Linked DNA regions of Sus scrofa: region 1 is linked to region 2. The links are chromatin contacts, called in public HiChIP or PLAC-seq maps. All regions are on one chromosome and are shown on one strand. Each heading gives the region's core, a stretch centred on a gene start, on an enhancer-like site or on the middle of the called end of the contact. The rest is flanking DNA. Distances are from core to core; before and after follow the strand shown. Region 1 overlaps RASGEF1A (ras-GEF domain-containing family member 1A). Region 2 overlaps BMS1 (ribosome biogenesis protein BMS1 homolog).

The links. HiChIP or PLAC-seq counts read pairs in DNA pulled down with a chosen protein or histone mark.
Region 1: a contact with region 2 is called in an H3K27ac HiChIP or PLAC-seq map of alveolar macrophages. The contact joins two enhancer-like sites. A contact is called at or near these places in 13 of 47 Hi-C or Micro-C datasets (alveolar macrophages, embryonic fibroblasts, heart right ventricle and 7 more) and 1 of 2 datasets of contacts at active chromatin or transcription factors (alveolar macrophages).

What each region holds. Positions count from the first base shown.
Region 1 is chr14:61,419,748-61,425,296 of Sscrofa11.1, forward strand. It overlaps RASGEF1A (ras-GEF domain-containing family member 1A), which reads right to left. Exons shown (of 13, transcript XM_005670996.3): 13 at 5,075-5,549. Among named protein-coding and RNA genes, the nearest start is that of CSGALNACT2, 50 kb to the left of the region's middle. Within about 2 kb of position 3,309, at least 6 of the 83 cell types and tissues checked have an H3K27ac peak or open chromatin away from gene starts, as enhancers often do. A contact at or near this core is called in alveolar macrophages, where this site is marked.
Region 2 is chr14:61,118,326-61,124,641 of Sscrofa11.1, forward strand. BMS1 (ribosome biogenesis protein BMS1 homolog) reads left to right here. Exons shown (of 24, transcript XM_005670994.3): 17 at 248-436; 18 at 525-705; 19 at 1,147-1,205; 20 at 1,955-2,077; 21 at 2,979-3,126; 22 at 3,735-3,910. Among named protein-coding and RNA genes, the nearest start is that of BMS1, 65 kb to the left of the region's middle. Within about 2 kb of position 3,311, at least 4 of the 83 cell types and tissues checked have an H3K27ac peak or open chromatin away from gene starts, as enhancers often do. A contact at or near this core is called in alveolar macrophages, where this site is marked.

The sequences.
Region 1 (5,549 bases), core at 2,059-4,558, 300 kb after region 2:
TCATATTTTCTTTTAAATGTATTATTGTATTGCTGTTCATATTTAGATCTATGATTTATCTGGAAATAATTTTTATATATTGTGCGGTGGGAATGAAGATTCATCCTTTAGAAGTTTTTTTTTTAGTAGAGGTCTGATAACAAATACTAGTTTATAAATGTCTTTATCTTATTAAAGAAATATTTTTTGAGGGGTATAGAATTTTAGGTTGCATCTAGGAGAGGCAAACTATGATATATAGGATGGATAAATAGCAAGGACCGACCGTATAATACAGGAACTATATTCAGTATCCTGTGACAAACCATAATGGAAAGAAATAAGTTTACTGAATTGCTTTGCTGTGCAGCAGAAATTAACACAACATTGTAAACCAATTATACTTCAATAAAATTTAAAAAAATCAAGATCAAGAATTAGTTTAAGAGAAGAAAGAAAAAAGAATTCTAGGTTGAAAAATCTTTAGTACTGTCAACTTTAATAATCAAAAAGTTATTGTATGAGCAAAAGCAAGTTTATTCAGGAATAGCCAAAGGAATTGCAGTTCCATGTACAGATACCTGAACTATGGCAGACCACAGGCAAATGAGAGAACAAGGAAAGGAAACTTGCTTCTATCAGGTAAAGGGAGCAGTGGGAGGGACCGTAATGACCAAAGAGTTCCCTGTAGGAAGCTGGGAATCCAGAGTATGAAGGCTTCTCATTGGTGGGCTGCTATAGCCTCCTCCTGGCTGGACTGTCCTCAGGGGAGAGAAATTTTCTTCCTACTTGGTTGTAAAACAGGCAACACCTTCCTTTGATGGAGATGTTTGCTTCCTCTCTCCCTGTTTGGAGTAATTGATGATGTGTAGCTGGGTACGAGAACTGCCCCACCAGGCCTGTTCCAACTCTCTTAACTCTAGCTGAGGTTTCTTTAATTCCACAGCACCTTGATGTTATTATCCCACTGTCTTATGCCTTCAGTTATTTCTGTTGTGAAGTCCGCTATATAGCTTAACAGTTTATATGTATGCTTTTTTTGGTCTTTTTTTTTTTTAAACAGCCGCACCCTCAGCATATGTAAGTTCCCAGGCTGGGGTGGAATCTGGAGCTGTAGCTGCCAGCCTACACCACAGCAACGCGGGATCCAAGCTGCGTCTGCGACCTACACCACAGCTCACAACAACACCAGATCCTTAACCCACTGAGGGAGGCCAGGGATCGAACCCGCATCCTCAAGGATCTTAGTTTTGTTAACCGCTGAGCCACAATGGGAACTCCATTGGCTTTGAAGGTAATCAGCCTTCTTTTTTCTGGCTGTCTTTAAAATCTCTTTATCCCTATTCTGTATCACTCTGATATGTCTGTGTGCAGATTTATTTTTTTCTGATCCTACATGAGAATCTTTTGGCTTCTCAAATTGTTGTCTTTTGTTATTTCTGAAAGATTCTCAGCTATTACATTTTCATTGTCTCTGGCTTATTCTCTCTTTCCTTCTATAACTCTGATAACATATGTTAAACCTGTTTCATATTTTCCAAACTTTGTCTTTCTGTGTTACAATCTGGTAATCGCTACAGAACTTTGTCCAAATGGATTTGGGAAAGAACCAAATAGAGCATCTAGAAATGAAAATAAATTTTTAAAATACAGCTGGTGTGTTTAACAGAATATTAGACACAGCTAAGGAGAGACTTTTTAAGCTGGAATATAGGTCAGAAGTTTTGCTTCTACTGGGTAACTTAGGGATGGTACCGATTAAGGGCCATATTAGACTAAATTCTCAGCTTAAAATTTTTTTGACCAGTAGTTTCCTGGTGGCTCAGTGGGTTAAGGATCTGGTGTTGTCAATGCTGTGTTGCGGATTCAATCCTTGGCCTGAGAGCTTTTGCATGCTGTAGGCGCATCCAAAAAAAAAAAAAAAATGTTTCTACACTTCTCTTGTGGCTCAGTAGGTTAAGAATCCAGAGTTGTCACTGAACTGCTTGGGTCATGGCTATGGCTCCAGTTTGGCTACTGGCCTGGGAACTTCAGCGTGCCACAGGCATGGGCAAAAAAAAAAAAGTATTTTTTGACCAGTGTGATTTGTGCTGTAAAACTTTGTGACACTTACTGACTTGTGGTTATAAATCATCTGGGGTAAAATTTCCCCATCTCCATTCAGTGCTGAGGTTCAAAACAGACAATTTTTCTTAACCTCCTTGATGGGGTTGGAGTAGGAGCATTTTATTTCAAATTCACCATCACAGGGAGGGGTGGTTTTTTGGGATGTCAGCTAGAGTCTCCTACCTGACCCTTCTCGAGCAAGCAGGCTCTGGACTATCCCCCTTGACTTGGAGGTTAAAATTTTGCATAAGGGACTCCATTGGTTTCAACAGGAAAGCAGTTAGTCTTTCATGCTGCCAGAGATGAAGAGGTGCTTAAATTTCTCATAGTCTTGACAGCATTGTTCCCTTAACATTGTTGCTGAAGCTCCATACCTGAGAGTCCTAGGTATGCGGAGGTAGATACTTGTGGGGGGGTTGGCAGCCCCTTACCTCCCTCACAGTATCATGACATCCTCTTTGAGATAGACATTATGTTGGCATGGGCTAAAGTTACCAGTAGTATTTCATTTAGAAAGTAGTTTTAAATCCCAGCTTTGAATCTTTTCATGTTTTTCCCTATGTTTTCATATTTTTCTTATGTTTATAGTTGGTTAAATTTGATACTTAAGTGATTCTTTGGTAATGCTGGAATATATTTGTATTGACCAAGGCTTCCGTTATTCCTTTGAGAAGGGTGTTTATAATCCTTTGTTTCACTTTTCCTGAAGGATTTCTCTCTGTGGCAGAAGTGGTCCATTTTATCAGGGGCACCACTGCTGGTACACAGCTCACACTGACCGCTTCTAGTGAGCCAAGCATCGCACTTTCTGCCATATACAACAAACATTACAATAGCCTCATGAGGTCTAGAGTACTGTAATTCCATTTTAATCCTGGGGAAATGGAAGCTGAAAAATGTAGAGACCTTGTCTAAGGGTACCCAGCTGGGAACTGGAAATGAGGACTCTATAAGTTGAGCTCTTCATTCCTTGCTTTTACACTTAAGTCCTGTCTTGCCTTCCCAAAGAACATAACACATTTTACAAATGTGTGAGTGTGGTAGGTGTATACTTCACCAAAAAACCAAGTCTTGTCATAGAAGTGGCTATGGCCTTGGTAGAGATCCTTAGCTTAGCTTCCTGTCATATCTGATGCTGTAACATAGACTTGTTCCTGAAAGGTGGATGGGAAGTGAAAGGGAGCCCTCAGTCATTGCACAGATAGGAACTGCGCCCTCTGCTGGTCACTGGCCACACAGCTACTCAAGAGGCTCCTACACAGAAACAGCGAAGACTCCAGCCCTGTGATGTGGAAGGTGGGGCAGGTTCCGGAGGAGCACAAGCGCCACTCACCAGGAAGACGTGATGCTCTTCAGAGATACTCTCAGAGATTGCATGTGAGAATATACTGGAGGAGGTGAACGTGCACGAGTGTAAGCCTAGTGCCTGAGTGGTAACGTGCCCCTTGGAGACCTGGGCTATGAGGGAGGCCGGAGCCAACTCCTGCAGAACTGGACCTCCTGGGATCCCTGCTCACACTTGCCTGGGATCCCCACCCCCGCACTTACCGTTCAGCAGGTCTACAGTGGGGGCCCAGAAACATCTCAGACAAGTTTCCAGTGTGGCTACGGCTGCCAGGCTGGGACCCACACCTTGAGGACACTGCCTGGAGAGCCTGCCCCCGGGTGAAGGACAGTGCCGGGGCTAGCCAGGCCAGCTTACCTCTTGCTCCCAGCTCAGGCTCTGCATCTAAGACACAGACTAAGCAGAGGTAGGTAGAAACTTCCAAAAGTAACTTTACCAAGAAATCAAGGGTGCCATTGAATGGAAAAACCTAAAAAGTGTTGTCCTTTACCCAAAACTCACTTATGCATCTTCAAGGGACTCCACAAGGTACATGGAGGGGCAACAGATGATGAGGCCCCCAGGCCTAGCCTTGTATCCAGCATGGTGGCCATTAGCTATTTAAACGTAAATAAGGAGTTGCCATTGTGGCTCAGTGGATTAAGGACCTGACATTGTCTCTGTGAGAATGTAGGTTCGATCCCTGGCTTCGCCCAGTGGGTTAAGTATCTGACCTTTCCACAAGCTGTGGCATAGGTTGCAGATGTGGCTTGGATCTGGTGTTGCCATGGCTGTGGCATAGGCTTCAGCTGCAGCTCCATTTCGACCCCTGGCCTGGGAACTGCCATATGCCACAGGTGTAGCTATTAAAAAAAAAAATATGTAAACAAGATTAGAAATTCTGTTCCTCGGTAGTACTATCAGCACTCAGTCCCTCTGTGTGACCATCAGCCACTATGCTGGATGGTGCAGGTACAGAATACCCCCTCAGTGCAGAAAGCTTTCTGCTGGGCAGCGCTGTTCTAATGGGCTGAATTGGCTGCGAAGGAGCACAGTCAGGTCTGGTGAGCAGACCTCATCAGCCTGGGCACTGAGGACAGGACAAGACACTGCTCTTCTCTGGTGGGATGGACCAGAGAAGAGCAGTGTCTTGGTTCCTCTCCTTCACTTGCACAAGCTCCTGTGTACCCCCTCAATAAATCCCTTCTCTGTAGCTTTTCAAGTGTGACCTGTTGGAACAAAAAGAACTGCGTTCTGCATGCCTCCCTGCAGCAAGATGTCAGCGGGGAGCCCCAACATCCCCAGCCCCAGGAGACCCTGAGGGTTGTGATGAGTCCTGCAGGAAAGGAACCTTGGCAATCATCTAAGGTAGGTGTCCTGAACTTACATGACCATGTAACTCAAGCTGCTCGTGACATCTCTCTGAACACGGACCTTTGAGGAAAGCAGGATAGGACCTGTCTCTGTACAGTGCTATCTTGTTTTGCATTATTTGAAAAGCGCTTTGTCAGAGTGTGGAGGTGAGAACTCCTTGATCCATCTCTGAAAGTGTTGTAGGGGGGTCCTGCCAGTCTCTTCCTCCCTGGCCTGGGAACCACCCCCTGCCTCCTGCCGGCATCAGAGCTGCCCGTCCTTACCAGTCCCCACAGAGAAGAGGCACACAAGGGGAGTGACATGTTCTTTTATTGATGCAAGTACGTCCAGTCACACCAACAGCTGACATCCTGCATTATAGTACAGCTTTATCCTCAGAGTTCATCTTGAGGTACCAAAACGCCACAGTTAGGGTGTGTATCAAATTGGGAAGATAAAGTAGCAAATGTGGACACTGTGTCAGGTAGGGACTAGAACTGATGACCCAGCAAAGTGCACACTGATGGGAAAACTCCTGAACACGTGGACAGAAAAGGATCTAACATCGTATTCCAAATATATATTCTCAAGTTTTAAACCTTTCTTTATCTCAAATACATAAACAAAGCAGTATGTACTATCAATATACAATATGTACTATCTAGAACATCTGAAAAGTGCAAAAACACTGTGACAATACAGTGTAAAGAATATCCTTGCTCCACCCAGGGCCGAGGGTGACATCAGCAGCGATCACAAAGCCACCTCCCTCCTAAGGCTTCGCCTT
Region 2 (6,316 bases), core at 2,061-4,560:
CTGAAGTGTGGCTGATGTGACTGAGAGGCTGAATTGTTACAATTACATTTAATTTTAATAAATTTCAATTTAAATAGCCATGTTGGCCTACCATATTAAACAGTGCAGAGCTGTGATAAAAGACTGAATATGGGTTCTATACATGGTTCCTCTGTTTAGAAATTGCTCTTTTTTGAAAATGGTAATCTTATATTTATTGATGACAACAGCATTATGGGTTTTTAATTTTTCCCCCTTTTATATATAGATTAATCGGGCGGAATTTGAAGATCAAGATGATGAAGCCAGAGTTCAGTATGAGGGTTTTCGACCTGGGATGTATGTTCGAATTGAGATAGAAAATGTACCCTGTGAATTCGTGCTTAACTTTGACCCCCATTACCCAATTATTTTGGGTGGTTTGGGCAATAGTGAAGGCAATGTTGGATATGTACAGGTAGGTGCCCTTTGCTGCGTGCTTAATAATTGAGGTTCTTTGGACGTACTTGGCACCAGTAATCTTACTGAGATCCCTTTCCCCTCAGATGCGTCTGAAGAAACATCGTTGGTATAAAAAAATCCTCAAGTCCCGAGATCCAATCATTTTTTCTGTTGGGTGGAGGCGGTTCCAGACTATCCCGCTTTATTATATTGAAGACCACAATGGAAGACAGAGGCTTCTGAAATACACCCCACAGCACATGCATTGTGGAGCAACCTTTTGGGGTAAAAAGGAATTAGAATAAACTTGCTCGTAGGTTAATTTAAGGCTCTTCTTTTCTTTCTTTCTTTCTTTCTTTCTTTTTTTTTTTGGTCTTTTTAGAGCTATACCTGTGGCATACGGAAGTTCCCAGGTTAGGGGTCAAATCAGAGCTGTAACAGTCAACCTACACTGCAGCTCACGGCAACCAGATCCCTAACCCACTGAGCAGGGCCAGGGGTCAAAACTGCATCTTATGGATACTAGTCGGGTTCCTTACCGCTGAGCCACGACAGGAACTCCTAAACCTTTTAAGCTTTTATCATTATAGTTTTGCTTTTTTCCTTTTATGAAATCCCAGTTCATAAGATTTTTCTTTTTTGGATTGGAGTCTATATATAAAATGGAATCCAGAATGTATGGTTCAATGTATTTCTTTCTTTTTTTTTTTTTTTTTTTTCTTTAAGGTCCTATCACTCCACAGGGTACTGGGTTCTTGGCAATACAGTCTGTCAGTGGCATAATGGTAACTATCTTGGATGTTTTATTTTATAGACTGAGTTTCAGAAATATGTCTTGAATATGGAATATGTACCTGAAACTTTAAGTTGAAAATTACTCATTTTTAGTATTTGTAGTAAACTTCTCTTTGCTTTCAATATTCGTACGTCTTTTTAAGTAAAGTATGGGAGTGGAGAAGAAGGAAGTAAAAGAATTTTAATGGTACTGATGACATTTCTGTATTTTTATGTTTTTATGGACATGCTAAAAATATTTTAGCAGTGCTCACTATGAGCTTAGCACTCTGCTAAGTTGTGGTATATACATCAGGTACTACTAGACATAAGACTACCACCAGTAATGCTGGTTTAGCAAAGTATGTTCACACAGTCTTCATTTGACCAATCAGAGCAGGTTTTATTGGCTCCATTTAACAGAAAACTGAATAATGAGCAATTGGAATCCACCCTGAATGTCTAAAATTTAATTTCTCAAACATTGTAACCAGATTTTCATATTCCTTTTCATTCATGCATCATTGTGAAACTGTGTTACTATGAAATCACCCTCAGACAGTAGTATAGTATAATAGTATTACAGTATTATACTATCAAATAGATTTTGTTAAAATACTGTTTTGCATGTTCAGATATTCTCATTTTTCTTATGTGATTGTAAGTGAAATGCACTTTGGTAATTTATTGCATTAGAGAGAAATAAGTTTTTCTCCTGCTGATAGTATTCCTGTATCAGATTTTGGGGATTCCTTTTTAGCCTGATTTCCGGATAGCTGCCACAGGAGTTGTCCTTGATCTGGATAAATCTATAAAAATTGTGAAGAAATTAAAGCTAACTGGCTTTCCATATAAAATTTTCAAGAACACTTCATTCATTAAGGTCTGTATATCTGTGTATTCACGTATTTAATATGTTGTTAAAGGAGTAATGAATTCTAATATAGGTCTAAGAGATAAGTCTGAAAAGTGCTTGAAATCTTTCATAATCTTAGTCTTTGATATTTTTAGTTTACTTCTATATATTAGTCTCTGTGTTACTTAATATGTTCAGAAATCTTTAGGTGAAGTAAAATAGAGATATTTGGTGATTGAGGCTATTACTTTTTACTCCCATATGAGGCTGTTGCAGAGCTAATATTGAAAATATGTAATCCTATTCACTGGGTTTTGTTTCCTACCTTTTCGGTTTGTATTAAGAGAGGGGAAAATCATAGCATTTTCAAACAGATCATTAGAAAAATAGACAAAGCAATTTGCAGAAGTACTTGTTGGCAAGGGTACAGAGAAATGGACACTCTGTTAATGCAGTATATCATAGAAGGGTAGTTTGGGCAACACCTACTGAAAATTTCTTTAGCAGGGGATGTTTCCATTAAAAACACAGAGTTAAGATGATCGATCACGAAATGTTCTTATAAGGGAATACTACCATCAGCATTTATCCAGCTCTCTTTATTTTCTGAGTGTGTACACCTAAGTAATAGGATAAGAGCTGTAGTCCAGCTTTGTGAGATGATGGCAAAGGCCATCGGGGCCACTTCAGTCCAATAAATATCTTTTTGATCTTCTTTTCTACAAAGGTAGTGATGAGCATGTTAGTGCCTACAATAGAATCTTGATTAATATTTTATTTGAGGGAAAATAGAATTGTATTCCTTTTGACCTAGTAATTCCAATGAATTATTTTTTTTGTTTTTTAACCAAGGATATATTTATGAACTGAGAGGTAAAATATCTAACTTTGTATGTATATTTGTTTTCTTTTATATATATACTTATAGGGAATGTTTAATTCTGCCTTGGAAGTGGCCAAATTTGAAGGTGCTGTGATTCGAACTGTCAGTGGAATAAGGGGACAGATCAAGAAGGCACTCAGGGCTCCAGAAGGAGCTTTCCGGGCCACCTTTGAGGATAAATTGCTGATGAGTGGTAAATATCCTTTGTGGTGTGTTTTTAACGTTGTGTTACCATTCACTATTGGCTTCTAGCCAGTATGAAGTACAGGTGGCAGTTTTAAGTCTTTAGAAACAGGAGTCAGCTATAGCTCTCCCTAGTTGGAGCATCTTGGGTATTATGCCAAGTCATGCTGTGTCTAGAGCCATGTGATTCACCCAGTGAAAGTTTTATGGGTGTGGATATGATTGACACACCCAATGAAAGAGTAGTTCACTGGGCAAAGTCTCTCTTCAAATACTTTGCATCTAGCTGGAGAAGTTTGGGGTCAGTATTTTGTTCTCTTATTTACTGAGATGAATATGAATCTTTTGAAAATGTTAATATGGAGCTCCCATTGTGGCTGAGTGGGTTAAGAACCCAATTAGTATCCATAGGGATGTGGGTTTGACGCCTGGCCTTGCTCAGTGGGTTAAGGATACGGCGTTGCCGAAAACTGCACCCGAGTTGCTAGGGCTGTGGCATAGGCCGGCAGCTACAGCTCCAATTCAACCCCTAGCCTGGGAACTTCCATATGCTGCAGATGTGGCCTTAAAAGGGGTGGGAGGGAAGAAAGTGTTAATGTAAATTTCTTCTCTTTCCAGATATTGTCTTCATGAGAACTTGGTATCCTGTCTCCGTTCCAGCCTTCTATAACCCTGTAACATCTTTGTTGAAACCAGTTGGTGAGAAAGACACCTGGTCAGGAATGCGGACAACTGGTCAACTCCGGCTTGTCCATGGCATCAAACTAAAACCCAACAAAGATTCTCTGTATAAGGTATAGTCACACATGTGCTCTATAGATAGTGTCATCCAGAAGATATGCTGTAATATTCTCATGGTTTGAATTTTCAAGTAGAAAGTCTAACATTAAATTTGAATAAACATGTCGTATATTCGTAGACTATTTTGGAAGGAACACAGGAAAAGTGGTGGTCTTCACCTCAGACTATTTTTTTTGTACCATATACACATATTACTTTTAAAAACATTAATGTGCTAATTCTTATTGAAACAATGTGGAAGTATGTGTTTTCTTGAAAGTTTTAATAAGCTTTTTATTGAAATGTTAACATACAGAAATTCACACACAAATCAAAAGTATATACAACTCAATGAATTTTAGTACATAAAAGTTGCCATCACCTGGATCAAGCAAGAGAATTACTAGCACAAAAGAAGCCCTCTTGTGACCTCTCCCAGTCAGTCACTCACTATCCCACCTCCATTTCAAACCAGCCATCATCTTAGTTCCTGACGTGTAAATTCCTTCCACCTTTTTTTGAGTTTTATAAAATATATAGTATTTTGCCTGATTTCTTTCCTTCAGTATTATGAGATTCATTCATGTTCTAGTATATAGCAGACATTTATTTTTTGTTATTGTTGAGTAGAATTTCATTGTATGACAGTGTCAGTTTATCCATCAAGGGACAGTATTTCCAGGTTTAGGCTATCATGAGAGCTGCCCTGAACAGTTATATGCAACTTGTTTGGCATACATGTGCACACACTTCTGTTATGTAGATCCTTGTGGGTGGGATTGCCAGGGTACATGTGTTCAACAGCAGTGTGTGATGGTTGTAGTATTCAGAGCTCATACCAGGTTAGGCTCCAACAGCTTATTAGTTTTCTAGCTGTTCCACATCGTTTCCAGTAGTTGGCCTCATCGGTGGGGGGTTTTTTTTTGGCTGCATCTGCAGCATGTACAAGTTCCTGGGCCAGGGATTGTATCCGCCCCATTGCAGTAACCAGAACCACAGCAGTGACACCACTGCTGTGATCCTTAACCTGCTGAACCGCCAGGCACTCCTAGTATTTTTTTCTCCTTTTTTTCGGGCCCATCTGTGACATGTGGAGATTTCCTGGGCCAGAGACCAACTCTGAGTGACTGAGTGACAGAGTTCCTCACCACAGCTGCAGCAACACCAGATCCTTAACTCACTGTGCCACAGCAGGAACTCCTAGTCTTTTTTAAGTTCTCTGTTCCTGTCTCAAATATCATTTTCATTCAGATTTTGGCCTCTGAGAACTTCCATTATTTCATTCACAGCTTAACAATGCATTTGAAAAGATTTGTTAATGCAGAAGATTTAATTGTTTTGTAATAAGAGGGTAGTTCAGGGTTTCAGTCTTCCATTCTGCTAGAAATGGAAGTTTTCCACGAATTAGTTTTTCTGTAAAGCAGTTAATAAAATTTGGATCATATTGCCATGAATTTCTCTTAAAATATACTTTGGAGTTCCCATCATGGCTCAACGGTTAGTGAACCCAACTAGCATCCATGATGACATGGGTTCGATTCCTGGCCTCGCTCTGTGGGTTAAGGATCTGGCATTGCGTGAGCTGTGGTGTAGGCCAGTGGCTATAGCTCTGAGTTGACCTCTAGCCTGGGAACCTGCACATGCCGTAGGTACAGCCCTAAAAAGACAAGAACACCAAAATACACACACACACACACACACACACACACTGTATACTTCAGGACAGAGTACCTATTGTCTAGTATGTGGTGCTTACTCTTTTTTTGAAAAAGAGATTTCTCTGAGTTCTTTCAAAAGTTTCTTAAACAGAGAATATTGAGAGGGTGATGTCTTTAACAATAAATTTAAGGGTATAGAAGAAATATTTATATAGTTGTCAACCTTGGAAAAGGTTTAGGGCAAAACTTTGAACTGCTTCTGAGACAGTTAAAAATTTTGGTCATCTCAATTAAGCATAGAATTTGGTTAGCTTGAAAACTGAATGTAGAGGAGTTTTGCATTCATTTGTCATTTAAATCTTTTTCTCAGCTAGCCTTCTACTAAAAATAGAATGAAGTTAAACTTCTTAATGAGAATCAGGGATGGGGACACTTTGGTTGCTGCCTGGAGAAAGAACCATGTCCTTAAATCCAGAGAGGTTGATAGTCAAGATGAAAAGCTAGATTAGGCTAGAAAAAAACCATTTCAGTCCCCCAACATAAGGCCTTCATTTTCCATTAGTAGAAATTTTGGATCTTTTCATCTGCTCTGTTGAGACCCCATTGTCCATACTACAGAAATGTGCACAGTTGATTTCTTGGAAGAATTGTAAATATGTATATTCTTTATATTCCTTTGTTTTGGCTGTGGCTATCTATGCATGCTCATCAAGGCAATTTATATTTGATGAATGACTGAGTCCTCATTTCTGATGATGATCT